Linked DNA regions of Mus musculus: regions 2, 3, 4 and 5 are each linked to region 1. A link is a contact called in public ChIA-PET, Hi-C and HiChIP or PLAC-seq data. All regions are on one chromosome and are shown on one strand. Each heading gives the region's core, a stretch centred on a gene start, on an enhancer-like site or on the middle of the called end of the contact. The rest is flanking DNA. Distances are from core to core; before and after follow the strand shown. Region 1 holds the start of Mif (macrophage migration inhibitory factor (glycosylation-inhibiting factor)). Region 2 overlaps Upb1 (ureidopropionase, beta). Region 3 holds the start of 4933407G14Rik (RIKEN cDNA 4933407G14 gene). Region 4 holds the start of Prmt2 (protein arginine N-methyltransferase 2). Region 5 overlaps Snrpd3 (small nuclear ribonucleoprotein D3).

Region 1 (2,774 bases), core at 199-2,698:
CTAGTCCAACTAAACAGACAACAGTGGAAAGCGGAGGAGGGAGATTTATTTCAACGTGGCCACCCTGGGAAGGAAGAGGAACATAAAGGAAGTCCAGTGACTGTCACCCCAAGCTCATCTTCAGGGTCCTGCCAGAGGAAGTTTACATTTAAATAGAGGGCAAGAGGTAGGTAGAACTAAGAGATTCTGCTCAAGATGTGATCCCCCAGCAGCACTGTCAAGCTTCAGTCTCTTCTGCAAGACTGACAAGCGTCCAGAGCTGCATAAAATCTCTGCCTTCCAGCCTTTCTCTTTCACCAGCAGGAGACTCCAGAGAAAATTCCATTTCCTTGGGAACCATTGTTTCAATAGTCTGTTAGCCAAAGGGAGGGGGCACAAGTGTCTCTTTAGAATATCTTCATTTCTGTCAGAAACCTAATAGAAACCTTGACATCACAGACAGAACTGGTAGTCCCCACACTACAATCTCTTGATCCACTGTAAAGTTTTTAACAAAAATTAAAAAGGGCTAGGGAAAACAAAGGAAGTCCCAAAATTCCCGTGACATTTCCTGGGCACCGGTCGGATGTCTCACTTGTTAATGAGAAAGCTATACAAAGTCTACCAAGGGCTCTAGATAAGGGTGACTCTGCTGGATCTAATTTGAGCAGGGCTTCCCTGAGGACTGGCAATTGGCCAGAGGAGCAGAACTAGTTAGTACCGCTGGCTCACAGCCTGCTGCCCACTCCTCCCCTGGGAATCTCTCCAAGCATCCTCACCTGTGTGGAGTAACAGGAATGTAGGGAAGTAACTAGATGGCGACTCCGTTCTGCCTCCTTCCCCATTTCACACTCACAAGCCTAGGCCTGGTGGACACGTGTCCCAGGAGGCTCAGGACACACAAAAAGTCGCAGTTGAAAGTGTGTGGGACGAAGGTGATACTGGGCCAGGCAGGGGATCGAGGGCTGACTGTTGGTACAACAGGAGAGCAAAAGCAAGCAAGTGATGGGGCTTGGCTAATTTCTTGAGCTTAGAGAAAAGTTCCCAAGGCAAGGAAGGATTGTTTTTTCTCCAAGTACAAGCCATCACGCTTTTGGCTCATTGTTTGAGGTTAAGTTGTATTCACTAAAGTAGGTCGATCCTAGCCCACTAGCATGAGAAATAAGGCCAACCTACAGGTTCCACCAATAACTTAAGTTCCCTCTTCTTGGAACAGAAATCTCTCAGACCTGAACTTCTTACTATACGGTTAATCTGTAGCATCTACCTGGAATGCCTCGACAAACCTAATCACTAGAGTCAAGTCCTCACTATCTAGCATCCTCCGTTTCCATCTTAGGAAACAAAGAGCCCATGTAATACTTCCTACAGCACCAGAAGCACAGCAAGACCTCTGCAGAAGCAGCGCGCTGAAGGGCAGTCACCGCCCCTTTGGGACGTAGTCTGACGTCAGCGGAGGCGGAGCGGCAGCCGGCTTGGGGCGGTACTGAGCTGGGTCACGTAGCTCAGGTCCCTGGCTTGGGTCACACCGCGCTTTGTACCGTCCTCCGGTCCACGCTCGCAGTCTCTCCGCCACCATGCCTATGTTCATCGTGAACACCAATGTTCCCCGCGCCTCCGTGCCAGAGGGGTTTCTGTCGGAGCTCACCCAGCAGCTGGCGCAGGCCACCGGCAAGCCCGCACAGGTTTGCAGGGAGGACACAGGAAGAGAGTAGGGTGGGGTGGGCCGGCCCGACGTGTGAGGAGGGATGGGGCTGGAAGCCAAGGTGTGCCGGCGGGTGGCGGCTGGAGCTCTCCGGAAGACCTGTGGCCCTGTAGGCAGTCTTTCAGGCGGTCTAACAGTGTGTCTGTATCCCTCCCGCCTCGCCGCCCCTCCCCCCACCCAGTACATCGCAGTGCACGTGGTCCCGGACCAGCTCATGACTTTTAGCGGCACGAACGATCCCTGCGCCCTCTGCAGCCTGCACAGCATCGGCAAGATCGGTGGTGCCCAGAACCGCAACTACAGTAAGCTGCTGTGTGGCCTGCTGTCCGATCGCCTGCACATCAGCCCGGACCGGTGCGTGGGGGACGAGGGGAGGAGGGGGAGGAGGGGCACTGGGAGGTCAGCAGGCAAAGAGGGGGGGGCGTTCAGAGGACACTGGCACGCAGCGCGCTCTCCTAGACCACGTGCTTAGCTGAGCCAGGCTTTCATTTTCTCAGGGTCTACATCAACTATTACGACATGAACGCTGCCAACGTGGGCTGGAACGGTTCCACCTTCGCTTGAGTCCTGGCCCCACTTACCTGCACCGCTGTTCTTTGAGCCTCGCTCCACGTAGTGTTCTGTGTTTATCCACCGGTAGCGATGCCCACCTTCCAGCCGGGAGAAATAAATGGTTTATAAGAGACCACGGTTGCCTCAGCTTCTGCTTCCTTGGCTTGCGGAGGAATTGGGTGCAGGGTGGGGACCTTGAATGGAAGCCCAGGCTCTGAACGTGGGATTGGGGTGTGATGGCAGGGTCGAAGCTGGCCAGTTTGGTCCTCTCTAAACTAGTCCAGTGGTTCAGATGTCCTTTCTTGTGGCCTCTCCTATGCAGCCTTATGTATAAAAGAGGCCGACTTATTCACCTGGTCAGGAGTGTTAATTAGGTCCTTACCACAGTGGCAAATGGAGCCGGTAATATGTGTCATGGAAGGGGAGGTGCTTGGATACAGGGGAGAAATTAATAGTGTGCTCCAGCTGGGCCTGCACCTTCCTCGGCCCCATTTTCCTTCCCAAGAATCACTGTGCTCTAAGCCATGTGGTGGCCACT
Region 2 (2,774 bases), core at 174-2,673, 440 kb after region 1:
AATCGAGTCTGGTATGGTAGTTCATACCTGTAGTCCTGAGACTTGGCAGGCTGGGGTGAGAACGTTAAGAGTTTGAGAATAGATTGGGAGACATATTTAGAGAGCTCCAGGATACTAAACCTAGAGTAAGTACCCATCTCAAAAAAACTCTTAATGAATTATCACTATTCTTCTCGGCTATAGTAAGATACCTTGCCACTTAGTCTGTTTTGTGCTGTTACAACAGAATAAGAGAGATTGGGTAGCTCATAGAGAACAGAGATTTATTTCCTTGGAGGTCCAGGTCCAAGGTCAAACATGCAGCATCCAGCAACTCCTGGGCCACTGTGCTGAACTGTCCTAGTGGAGGGTGGGAGAACGAAGAAAGAAGAGACTGCACTTGCTTTTATTAAAAGGGGGAAAAACCACTCTGGAGATATGGATGCAAATCCATGCACAAGAGCTAAATCTCCATGACCTGCCCACCTTTTTTAAAAAATCACTATGATTATGACTCTGTCTCAAACCCCCTTAAGCATGATACAAAGTCTGAATGAGAACAGAAATCTGTTGGAGCTGAGAATAAAGACACATTACCATTCATAATTTCTTGACTAGTATGGATTTTTCTCATAACAGCTTTACTGAAATATAGTTCAAAGGAATAAATCCATTGTTTTTTTGTTTGTTTGTTTGCTTTTCTGTTTGTTTGTTTCTTTTGTTTTTGCTTTTTCAAGACATGGTTTCTCTGTGTAGCCCTGGCTGTCCTGGAACTTTGTAGATCAGGCTGGCCTAGAACCCACAGAGATCGTTCTGCCTCTGCCTCCTGAGTGCTGGGATAAAAGGCCCGAGCCACCACCGCCCACCCAGAATCATCCCTATAAGGTGATATATATGCTGCTGGTGCTCAGTATCCCAGAGTTGTGCAATGGTTATAACGAGCTAATTTTGATACATTCTTACCGCCTGCAAAGGATTCCCTGCACCCATTAGCAGACGCTCCTCTTCTTTCCTAACCCTTTTGACCTGACTTTTTTTTTTCTCTCCTGTCTCTAGAGATTTGAGTGTTCTGGACAGTTTTTATAATTGGGATCAGATCTCATATATAACGATGTTTTGGTTAGGAAAAATAAAAAACAATCTCTACACTATGAGACAGACTGTGTGTTAAAACTTTCACTCAATTACGGCAAGTGGGAAGGGCAAAGGTCTAGAGAAGATAAATGACTCTCATCCTGGAGTGGCAGCTCCATCATTTGACAGATTTTCCATGAAGTCACTCCAAACCATCTCTCCCCGGGCTGCAGCTTGTCACTGGTAAAGCCAGGAAGGGCCCTTGTAGCTCTGAAACTACAAACTTAAAATGAAAGTAAACCTGACAATAATGAAAGTGTCCAAGTACTATCTAATCTTCTCTGGTAAATATTTTCCACACTGAAGAGGCACATCAGACAGCTGTGGCTGTGCTCTGCAGCCCGCGTGGGTTGGCCAGCCACCGCTACCGGAGCACAGTTAAGGTCACCTTCTGACAGAACCTGGTGGTGAGCCCATCCTCGGCCGACTCAGCAAATTCTGTCCAAGGAAGTTTCTCTCGTGTACAAAAAGCGAACGGCATATCTGTGGGGAGAGAGAGAGAGACAGAGACAGAGACAGACAGAGAGACAGAGAGACAGAGAGAGACAGAGAGAGATAGAGGTAGGTAGGTTAGGAACGAATGAGGTGACCCCTAGAGGGTATCCTCAGGCCAGAGCAAGTCACCACTGGGATCTTTTTTCTTTGGGGACAGGGAAGCTTTTTCAGAAATAAACCTATAAAAGTTTGGAAACTACTGGACAGGAGGGGGATGTCCAAAGACAAAGGCATCATTTTCAGGATCTTTAGCTAGACCTTGCCAGGGACTTAGTTCAGTAGAAATTAATTAAATTAATGAACATGAGTGCATGCATGTGGTACTGAATTCAAAATTAGGTCTTTGGGCAAACTAACCATTCTATCACTGTCTATACCACCAGAGTTCTATGTTTTCAGTGCTGAGGGTTAAGCCCAGAGTCTTACGCATGTTAGACACGTGCTCGACCACTGAGTCATGTCCCTAAACCTAAAGTCACCTCTTTGCATTTGCTTGCTTCCCAACACTGGATACGTATATAGGAACAGTAAAGAATGTGTGTCATCTCCATACATATGGTGCTCACAACAGCACCTTTCTGTACGGGGTGTGGTAGTTTGAATAAGAATGCCCCCATAGACTGTGTTTGAATGCTTGGCCCACAGCAAGTGGCACCAATAAAAAGTATGGCCCTTTCAGAATAGGTATGGCCTTGTTGGAGGAAGACTGTCCCTGTAGGGGTAGGCTTTGAGGTCTCTGAGGCTTAAGCCCAGGTTCACAGTTCACCTCTGCTACCTGAGGATCAAGATGTAGAACTCTCAGCTCTCCAGCACCATGTCTGCCTCCATGTGGCCATGCTTCCCGCCATGATGGTAATGGACTGAACTTCCAAACTGTAAGCCAGCCCCAATGAAATGGTTTCCTTTGGAGTTGCTGCGGTTATGGTGTCTCTTCATAGCAACAGGAATCCTAACTAAAACAATGAGTCAGAAGGATTGAACTAGGAGTGGACCCTGAGACTCTCAGCTATGTATGATGTTGTTATACTACCCTGGGTATCTTAGTTAGGGTTTTGCTGCTGTGAACAGACACCATGACCAAGGCAACTCTTATAAGGACAACATAAGCCAGTGGAGCTGACTTATAGATTCAGAAGTTTAGTACATTATCATCCAGGTAGGAACAT
Region 3 (2,774 bases), core at 126-2,625, 410 kb after region 1:
GTCGGGTCTTGTGTTTCCGATGTCCATTGCTGTGGCACACATTATGCTACATTGGATATTACTGTCTGTTACTGCATAACAGATTACTTTAATATTTGTGCCTTCAGACAACAAACGTATTATCCGACCATTTCTGTGGTCGAGGGTCTAGGTTCAAGAACTGGGTGCCTCAGGTTATAATTGAGCTCTCATCCTAAAGGCTGGATGGGGTTGAAGGGACTCCACTGTCAAGTTCACTGACATGGTCCTTTGTAGGGTTTGGATCCCGGGATGCAGGCTTCTCTATAAGACAGCTCTAACACTTTCTTACAGCGAAACAGTTGAATGAGCAGGATAGAAGCCCTGGTCCTTTGGCTACCGCATCTCAGGAACACCACCTACCATGATTGCTCTCCAGACAGTCCTCAACGTACAGGTTTTAGAACGCTTACCTTTCAGGTGGTATGAAGAGCGCACATGCAACCACTGTGGGACCTGTGGCACTGCTTTGAATCAAACGTGTTTTGTGTTGGATTATTCCCATCCGTAGGCTAATACAATTGTCCTGAGCTATTACATTCAGTAGGACAGACGTTTGCAATGCATTTCGGCTTCCTGCTATTCCCAGCTTTCGATGAAGGAATTTATTGTTGTAAACCAAGAAACTCCCTGTGCTTTATATTCAAAGAAAGTTACTAGTTTTAATTCTCATATGGGAATGTGAATACCAAGAGACAGTGACCATTGCACCGTCTGTCTTAGAAGATTGTATCATATCCTGCCATATGGATTGGATTTAAATATACACATGGGTGTCAGAAAGATTTCAAGGACGTGTTCTTTTGTAATTTAGTCAGAGGTTAACAAGAAACTATAGCAATTGACTGGCCAACCTTGGACTAGGTGTTCAATACCAAGCCAGAGAATTAAATTTTATCCTTGAGCTATGTCTTAACAGTTACAGAGCATGTGGGGGAAGGGCATTTGACTGAATACAGATGTGAAATTAATGACCCTCCCCCTTTTAAATAAATAACAGTTTTTCAAGCACCCAGCATAAAATGAAGCTGGAAATTGAGACTTAGTCATACACCTGTGTATCCCAACTGATGGAATCTCCTTATGCACTCTGGGAGTCTGCTGAGCCTCAGGGACTTGGGATACATAGACAAGAAGGCAAATGTGGCATTTGAGAGCAGACAGCTCATTTCCCATGCCCCTAAAAGTTCAGGAGCTTATTGTATACTTAGACTGGATTCCATTGTAACAACTGATCCTGGCCAGTGGGCAGTATTTCCCTCTCCCTCTCTTGGCATGGATGCCTCCTAGAACTGTATCTGTATAGCTACACACCCTGAGTATGTAAGAGCACATGTTCTGGCTGAGGTAGGTGTGTGTGTGTGTGTGTGTGTGTGTGTGTGTGTGTGTGTATGAACTCATAGTGAGAGAATGTTAGTTGTGTAATGAAATCATAATGTGACATCACAGAAGGAGTGGTTTAGACAACAAACATTTATTCCTCAGAGTTCTAGTCGCTCCTAGTTCAAGATGGGGGTGTGGGCAGGTTTGGCTTCTCTTGAGGTTTCTTTTATGGGTGTGCCATGGCTGCCTTCTGTGTCCTTACATGGCCTCTTCTCTGTTCACGAATGTCCCCTGTGTCTCTAACACATGTTGTTGTTAGATCAGGGCTCTGTCTGGCTGTGCATCTGCCTCGCCACTGGAATGCCGCTCAGGGAAGACAGAAAGCAGACCTAGGGGACTGACTTTGGGCTCTGCGCATGCCAGACAAGCACTGTGCCTCTGAACTACTTACCTAGATCTTGATTTGCAGCAGAGTCTCACTGGTTCTGGCTAGTCTTGAGCTTGCTATGCAATCTAGGATAGCCTTGGATTCCTGCCCTAGTTTGCTCCCCTGTTGGTTGAATAAATAGGATGATCTGATCCAAGTTGGGAGAGCAAAGGGTTTATTTGGCTTACACTTCAACATTTCAGTCCTTCATTATGGGATGTCAAGGCAGGAAGTCTGAATAGGAACCCAAGATAGGAGCCTGGAGGCAGGGACTGAAGCGGGAATTCATGGAGGAATGGTTTACTGGGCTTGCCTCCCATAGTGTTCAGCTTGCTTTCTTTAAAAGAAAACATTTTAAATTAAAATAGAATTATAACACTTCTCCCTTTCATTTCCTCTCTCCAGCCCCTCCTAGGTCCCTTCCCTCAAACCTCTCCCATGGGCTCACATTCTCAACTTGATAGCTTCTTTTTGATAATCTGTCTGTCTGTCTCTCTCTCTTACACACACACACACACACACACACACACACACACACACGCACGCACACATACCTTGCTGAGTCTGTTTCTGTTGTTTGTGAGTGATGGTTTCAAGGCTGACCACCCTGCATTGGAGAATCAAATGGTTCTCACCTCTTAGGAGAGGCTGATACTCCTTCCCAGTGTTGCCTGTGCCCTGGGCTGCTCTCTGCCTGACCCTACCTGCCCTTGGGAGTTGGTGTTGAGGTAGTGCAGAGTCAACGGAGACTCTGGGAGCACGTGAGAAACGCTGCAGCAAGCTTTCTAAACACTGCTGCAAGCTCCTTTAATACCCTCGTTGGTCCCAAGGAAGCACCTTTTCTAAACAGCAGATCTTGATTGGTTGGCATTGTCTGTACCAGCAATCCTTGGTCTCTCAGGTAGTCTTCAATTAGGTTCTCCTGCAGGAGATACGTTTGGGGCTGTGTGGCCCCTAGAGGCTGTCCCACTATTCCTGCTACAGCCCAGTAGTCAACAGCTGCCTG
Region 4 (2,774 bases), core at 175-2,674, 380 kb before region 1:
TTTGTGAGCAACCTAACATAGGTGCTGGGAACCAAACTTGGGTCTTCTACAAAAACAGTAACTGCTCTTAACTGCTAAGCCACCTCCAGCCCTTACAAAGCCACATTCTTTATTCAGCCACCACAGGTACCCTTTCCTATGTTAGGTTAGCAAGGGTGGATCCTAGTGCCTGGAGCCTGAGCTTCGTGGCACCAGCAGGCTTTCAAGAATAGGTCTCAGGCCTGCCACACTGGGGGCTCTGAGGACAGTTTTTTCTGCCTTGGAAGATTGTGGGAAACTCTTTTCAACCTGTGGCATCCTGGCTCAGAGCTTCAGCCCTCTTCATCTGGTGGAAATGGAAAACTGGGCAGATTTAAAAAAAGGACCAGGTCCTCACACAGACAGACCCATCCCTTGGCTGCAGTTCATTGTGCGACTCCACTGAACCGATGGACTGAAGGCACAACAGGTGTGGTTTGCACAAGCCTTGCAAGCCCTGAGATGCCTCACAGCAGGTTTGGAATGATTGATTATGTTATGAGCTGTGGTGTTTCTACTGCACGAACCGAAGCATGATGGTTTAATTATAGAAAACAAAGAATTTTAATATTTCCCTATCATTCCTCAGCATGTATTAGAGTGTCTAGATTATATTGGACAAACGCATCCACCTAATTAGTATGCAAATCTGCTTTTGTCTCTAGTCAGTGGTAAAATTGTGTGTATGCCGAGTTTTACAATAAATTCTTTTCTGATTCACTTATCAGTAAATGTTTGATTCGTATGCCTATTTTAGATACCTAGAGTCGCTGAAAAACTTTCTGAGTAGGATGGGATTGCTAGTGGAGAAAGCTTAAGAAACCTTGCTTAGGGTCACCTGATGTCAGTGTCATTGCTCCTCCGCCCCCAACCCCTTCAGCACAGGATCTTCAGGACTTGGGGTCTCTGGTGTGTTTCGTGTCTCAGTAGCTATGTTGGTTCCACGATCAAAACTTAGTCCAAGATACTGTAGGGGGGTCCCATTCTGCAGAAGCTGATTCAGATCAAAACTAGGTTATTAAGCATTCGGAGAAGGGCATCAAACACACCGGCAGTCCCAGGTACACTCAGGACAGCGCTAGTACGCACTCCTGCTTCAGCCTGCCAATTGTTGCCTCGGTTCGAATCCGCTGGGGGCGCGGTCTACACCACCTGTGGCCTCCAACCCGGAGTCCAGTCTTCCCACAGATCTCCCGGTAAGTCGATCCTTACACTTTCTCACCTGCGTCTTGCAGCCTTAAGGCCCAATGCGACCGGCCGGAAGCAGGGACAGAAAATGCGCTTGCGCTGAGTGACAAGCTCTTAGAGAAAACCCCTGTCTCAAGACTATCTACAGCTACCAGCACCGAGTTTATACACACTGCGCTTGCGCAGGACACCCAGGCCTGGGCGGGGCGTGCTCTTCGGCCAGCTGGAGTGCTCCGCGCTTGCGCAGGTCCAGGGCGGCGGCTCAGGCTTCGGGTGGGCATCGTCTGTTCCTTTCTGGTATAGCCTAGAATTCAGCGGAGAAACGCGGCTGAGGTAGGTTTCTTAATGGACAGCTTAGACATCTGGATCGCAAGTGAGGCAGGGCAAGCTAGGCAAAAGGTCTTCCCTGTGCATGTCTCCAGCGCACTGAGGCCTCCGCCCCCTCTGGAGGCTTTAGAGTGCCCTCTCGAAGGTTCTATTCCAGCTACCCCCTCCCCTTTTCTCAGCACCGTCCGCCCTCTTCGCTCTCCTTTCGCTGCACCTCTCAATTCCCCCTGCGCACCTCCGCTGGCTCTTAGAGCCACGCCCTTCCAGGACCACGCCCACCTGCCTTCTGTATCCCGAGCCACATCCCCCATGCCTCTATATTCTTGGCCTCTATGGCCTCATCTGCTTGGCCTGGAGAACCCTCCAATTCATTGTCTTTCTTCCTCCGGGCACCCTCCCAGGCTTTTCACTGAAAATATAATTGTAAATAATTTGTGATTCTAATTATTACGAAGTAAGTATGAAGTCCAGATCTGGACGCACAACAGGCGTTTAAACAAAGAATCGATGTAATCTCAGAGCCAGTTAGGGTTACATTGCCCCTGGGGGTAAAAAAATAGAATTAAAGAACAGGAGGGTGTCGGGCATGGGGATTTCAGTTCTGCCTGTGGGTTAGGTCAAGTACTGGGCAAGGTGTTTTAATTTGAGTTTAAGCTATTAAGTGTTCCTAAAAAAAATGATACTGATTTATTCTAAGTAAAAAGAGGCTTCATAAATATCTCTTAAAAAAGGAGACTTCAGAGGAATAAATCTAGCATATTAAAGGAAGCACACAGCATTTGGATTTTTTAATTTAAAAAGCCCTCTAATGAATTGTGATGATAAAACGCCAATCCTGTTCCATTCTTAACACATACAGTAAACTGTAGCCGTGAAATGAGATTACTGACCAGGCAGTGTAACACTTTGTGCTTCTCTCTCTTCTTTCAAGTAGGCATGGGAGAGAAACTGAAGTAAAGCCCCAGTTATGAGACATGATCATATTGAACTATGGAGGCACCAGGAGAAGGTCCCTGCAGCGAGTCACAGGTCATCCCGGTTCTGGTACGTAAGAGCCACGTGTAATGATCATACAGAGGAACAGTACCAGCTTACAGGGGTGATGTCACTCTCCTTGTCTCTCAAGGTCCTGGCTCACAGGAGGATGCTTGAATTTAGAGAACGTTGAGGCAGGGGGATGGGTCTGGTCATTAGGTCCCATGCTGTGTATTGTCATGAACACTTCAGGGGACACTTCAGCA
Region 5 (2,774 bases), core at 156-2,655, 320 kb after region 1:
CCCCCCCCCCCCCCCCGAAACACACTACACGTAGGCAAGCTGAGTTGCCTGGAAGAGGCTCAGACCAGTCCATGCGAGCTGTCTAGAAAGGACAGTCTCCCATCTGTTGTGCTCTCTGCAGGTCATGCTGTGCACTCCAGGTTTTCAGGTCTATGTCAGAACCCATGCTGGGTTAAGTTTTGGTGATACACTTGTCATTTTCTGCTCCTGTAGGTAACCCTCCACCCATATTCTTATAAATACTCCTAATTCAATTTATTGGTTCACCAAGTTGGATTCTGGTAATATCTGTACTTGGACCTGTCTTTGTTTTGCTACCTGGGACAAGTAGTTGTTTGGTCCTGTCTCCCTACTGAACACATCATTCAATTGGATGGAGTGCAGGTTCTAACTTAAAATTCAGATAGGCAGTCTTGGAATAATCAAACAAACTTTTCATGCACCATTTATTAATACAATAAAATAAACCAAACAGAAAGAACCTACACTGAAAACAGGAGTTGAGCTGAGGAAGGGGATGGCAAGAACTTGGGGTGACAACAGCAGGGTAAACCAGTTCAGACTACAGATAAAGAACAGATAAATAGCAACAGGCTCCAAGTCTTTGATCCAGGGATATACAGGGACTAAAGCCAAGATAAAAGTCAAGATACCAGCAGGTGGCCGCACACGGGACTTACTCCCAGGGAACAGTCTTCAGCACTACTCCGTGGCTTACTAGTCATAATTTAACCAGTCATGATATAACAAGTATGGATGGCAGTGGCAGAATTACAATCAGGAAGACAGGTGCTGGGGAACACAAATGATAGTGCACAAAACTGGGACAGCAAAGGCTAAGCAGACACATTTGAAAGAAGTGATGAGCTAAAAGCTGGAGGGGGCGGGCAGAATTACTGTAAACCCTGACAACCTAAGTTTGATTCCAAAGAAGATGGGAGAGCAACTCCCAAAAGTTGTCTTCTGACTTTCACATGTGTGCTGGCAGGCATCCTCAAAAAGTGAATTAAAAAAAAAATCTAAGCATGTGTAAATATGTAAGGTGTATGTATGTATTCTGGGAGGGGAGGGGAGGAAAAGTGTCTAACCCAGGCTGGCCTGAACTCATTAAGTAGCAAGCCCTGAGCTTGGAAATCCACTTGCCTGAGTGCTGGGATTATGGTCTATACCACCATGCCCAGCCTGAAAGAAATGGTTTCCAACACATACTAGCAATCCTGTTAGAAATGAAGGCACACTCCGTCTCTTCTGCATGACATTCGACAGAGGCAGAGATGAACTCAAGCTTTGTTTTTTGGCTGGGTATAGTGGCCCACGCCCTTAACCATGGCACTCAGGAAGTCCATGCATGTGCACCCGAGTCTGAGCTACTTAGTTTACAGAGCAAGTAGGTCTATGTAAAGAGAATCTGTGTCAACCACCCCACCCCTGGCAACCCACAGCCATGGTGGAGGGTAAATGCTGGAGGGTAAGGATGTTAACATTTCACCACATAAACAGCTGGTGATGAAGCGCACATGGCCTACTGGGTGGGGCTTGACGGGTCATGCTGCAGGCTTATGCTTGCACCCAACCCTGAGACGACACATGTCAACTTGAATCAGCCCACTAAAGTTGGCATCACACTGAATGAGAAAGAAAGCTGCAGGAAAGGAGCACACCAAACTATAACCACCACCAAAGACTCCATTAGGCCAAGGCAACCACCAGAGTACTCCAAGTGCAAGAAAAAACAAAGAGGACTGAAGAGATGGCTCGGAGGTTCAGAGTACTGTTTGCTCTTCCGTCTTGAGTTCAATTCTCAGCAACCACATGGTGGCTCACAACCATCTATGATGGTGTTCTCTTTTGGTGTGCAGGCATATATGCAAGCAGAACGCTGCATACATAATAAAATAAACCTTTAAAAAATTAGTGTGCTTATCAATGCTGAGATGCTCCTAACACTGTGTGGAGCGAGTTGAATATGAGTAGCTACAGACAGGGTTCCCTCTGGAGCTGTCGAATGCTGAGACACTATGATTACTGTATTACTGATCAGAGCATGAGTCATCTTCACAGGTCAGGTTGCCTGTGTCAGGTTAGCTGGGAAAGTGCCACACTGAGTGTTCATGTAACACAGGGTTCCTCTCTTAGTTAGGCTTTTCTCCCTTCAACTAGAAAGAGGCCTGAAAAGTGCTTGCACTCTTTATCACACACTGCTGCTTGAAGAGTGCTGGCATCTCCCCAGTACATGTCCAAAGGTGTCAGATTCTAACCTGCTGCCAAAGCAAACTACAAACACGAACACACAGTTCTTATTTCCTCAAAAACAAAACAAAACAAAACAAAAAAGCCTCACACAAACCACAAAACAACCAAATTTTATTTAGCTTAACAGTTTATCAAAAGAAAATCTAAGACATATGCACATGTAATACCCCCTCCCCCCAAAACCCCTGCAATAATCAAAGAGAAGAAAGGACAACGTTCTCTTCAATGGAGAATATTATCTTCGCTTCTGGAAGATGTTCCCACGTCCCATCCCACGTCCTCTCCCTCGTGCGGCCACTGAAACAAAGAAGAAGAAGAGAGGTCAGGGGGGCTGGGATGCTCACAACAGCACCAGCTGAAGCCTGGGCATCAGTCTGGAAGAGGCCTGGAAGGCTGCCTGGACCAAATCATGCGGTGAGAAGGAAGAGGAGTGGAAGTTGGTGCTGATAACTGGTGTCATGGTGGGAGGTAGTGCCGACAGCACAGCAGTGTGAATAATAGCACAGGAATGACAAATTCTC

The links. Hi-C and Micro-C count contacts between places; a contact is called where the count stands out from the background. ChIA-PET counts read pairs in DNA pulled down with a chosen protein or histone mark. HiChIP or PLAC-seq counts read pairs in DNA pulled down with a chosen protein or histone mark.
Region 2: an RNA polymerase II ChIA-PET map of memory CD8 T cells shows a contact between it and region 1, with 5 read pairs. The contact joins the enhancer-like site here to the promoter of Mif in region 1. A contact is called at or near these places in 2 of 484 Hi-C or Micro-C datasets (CD4 T cells and cerebral cortex) and 1 of 115 datasets of contacts at active chromatin or transcription factors (memory CD8 T cells).
Region 3: a Hi-C map of embryonic stem cells shows a contact between it and region 1, with 4 times the contacts expected there. The contact joins the promoter of 4933407G14Rik here to the promoter of Mif in region 1. A contact is called at or near these places in 1 of 39 promoter capture datasets (pre-B cells), 6 of 484 Hi-C or Micro-C datasets (the C2C12 cell line, the G1E-ER4 cell line and embryonic stem cells) and 1 of 115 datasets of contacts at active chromatin or transcription factors (large pre-B cells).
Region 4: an H3K27ac HiChIP or PLAC-seq map of microglia shows a contact between it and region 1, with 4 times the contacts expected there. The contact joins the promoter of Prmt2 here to the promoter of Mif in region 1. A contact is called at or near these places in 2 of 39 promoter capture datasets (cranial neural crest and hippocampal neurons), 1 of 484 Hi-C or Micro-C datasets (CD4 T cells) and 4 of 115 datasets of contacts at active chromatin or transcription factors (embryonic stem cells and microglia).
Region 5: an RNA polymerase II ChIA-PET map of effector CD8 T cells shows a contact between it and region 1, with 5 read pairs. The contact joins the enhancer-like site here to the promoter of Mif in region 1. A contact is called at or near these places in 15 of 39 promoter capture datasets (the 3T3-L1 cell line, 3T3-L1-derived adipocytes, the C10 cell line and 9 more), 3 of 484 Hi-C or Micro-C datasets (CD4 T cells, cerebral cortex and erythroblasts), 3 of 115 datasets of contacts at active chromatin or transcription factors (bone marrow-derived macrophages, effector CD8 T cells and forebrain) and 2 of 9 other capture datasets (embryonic stem cells and liver).

What each region holds. Positions count from the first base shown.
Region 1 is chr10:75,858,951-75,861,724 of GRCm38.p6, reverse strand. It overlaps Mif (macrophage migration inhibitory factor (glycosylation-inhibiting factor)), which reads left to right and starts at 1,448. Exons shown (of 3, transcript NM_010798.3): 1 at 1,448-1,664; 2 at 1,866-2,038; 3 at 2,182-2,372. The coding sequence starts at 1,557. The coding sequence ends at 2,248. It overlaps Gm40697 (a long non-coding RNA gene), which reads right to left and starts at 815. Exons shown (of 2, transcript XR_871836.3): 1 at 759-815; 2 at 27-352.
Region 2 is chr10:75,423,315-75,426,088 of GRCm38.p6, reverse strand. Upb1 (ureidopropionase, beta) reads right to left here. Exons shown (of 10, transcript NM_133995.4): 4 at 1,502-1,596. Among named protein-coding and RNA genes, the nearest start is that of Upb1, 18 kb to the right of the region's middle. Within about 2 kb of position 1,423, at least 31 of the 459 cell types and tissues checked have an H3K27ac peak or open chromatin away from gene starts, as enhancers often do. A contact at or near this core is called in memory CD8 T cells, where this site is marked.
Region 3 is chr10:75,448,111-75,450,884 of GRCm38.p6, reverse strand. It overlaps 4933407G14Rik (RIKEN cDNA 4933407G14 gene), which reads right to left and starts at 1,375. Exons shown (of 3, transcript NR_045841.1): 1 at 432-1,375.
Region 4 is chr10:76,236,515-76,239,288 of GRCm38.p6, reverse strand. It overlaps Prmt2 (protein arginine N-methyltransferase 2), which reads left to right and starts at 1,424. Exons shown (of 11, transcript NM_133182.3): 1 at 1,424-1,539; 2 at 2,468-2,577. The coding sequence starts at 2,524.
Region 5 is chr10:75,535,037-75,537,810 of GRCm38.p6, reverse strand. It overlaps Snrpd3 (small nuclear ribonucleoprotein D3), which reads right to left. Exons shown (of 4, transcript NM_026095.4): 4 at 2,371-2,550. The coding sequence ends at 2,489. Among named protein-coding and RNA genes, the nearest start is that of Snrpd3, 18 kb to the right of the region's middle. Within about 2 kb of position 1,405, at least 28 of the 459 cell types and tissues checked have an H3K27ac peak or open chromatin away from gene starts, as enhancers often do. A contact at or near this core is called in effector CD8 T cells, where this site is marked.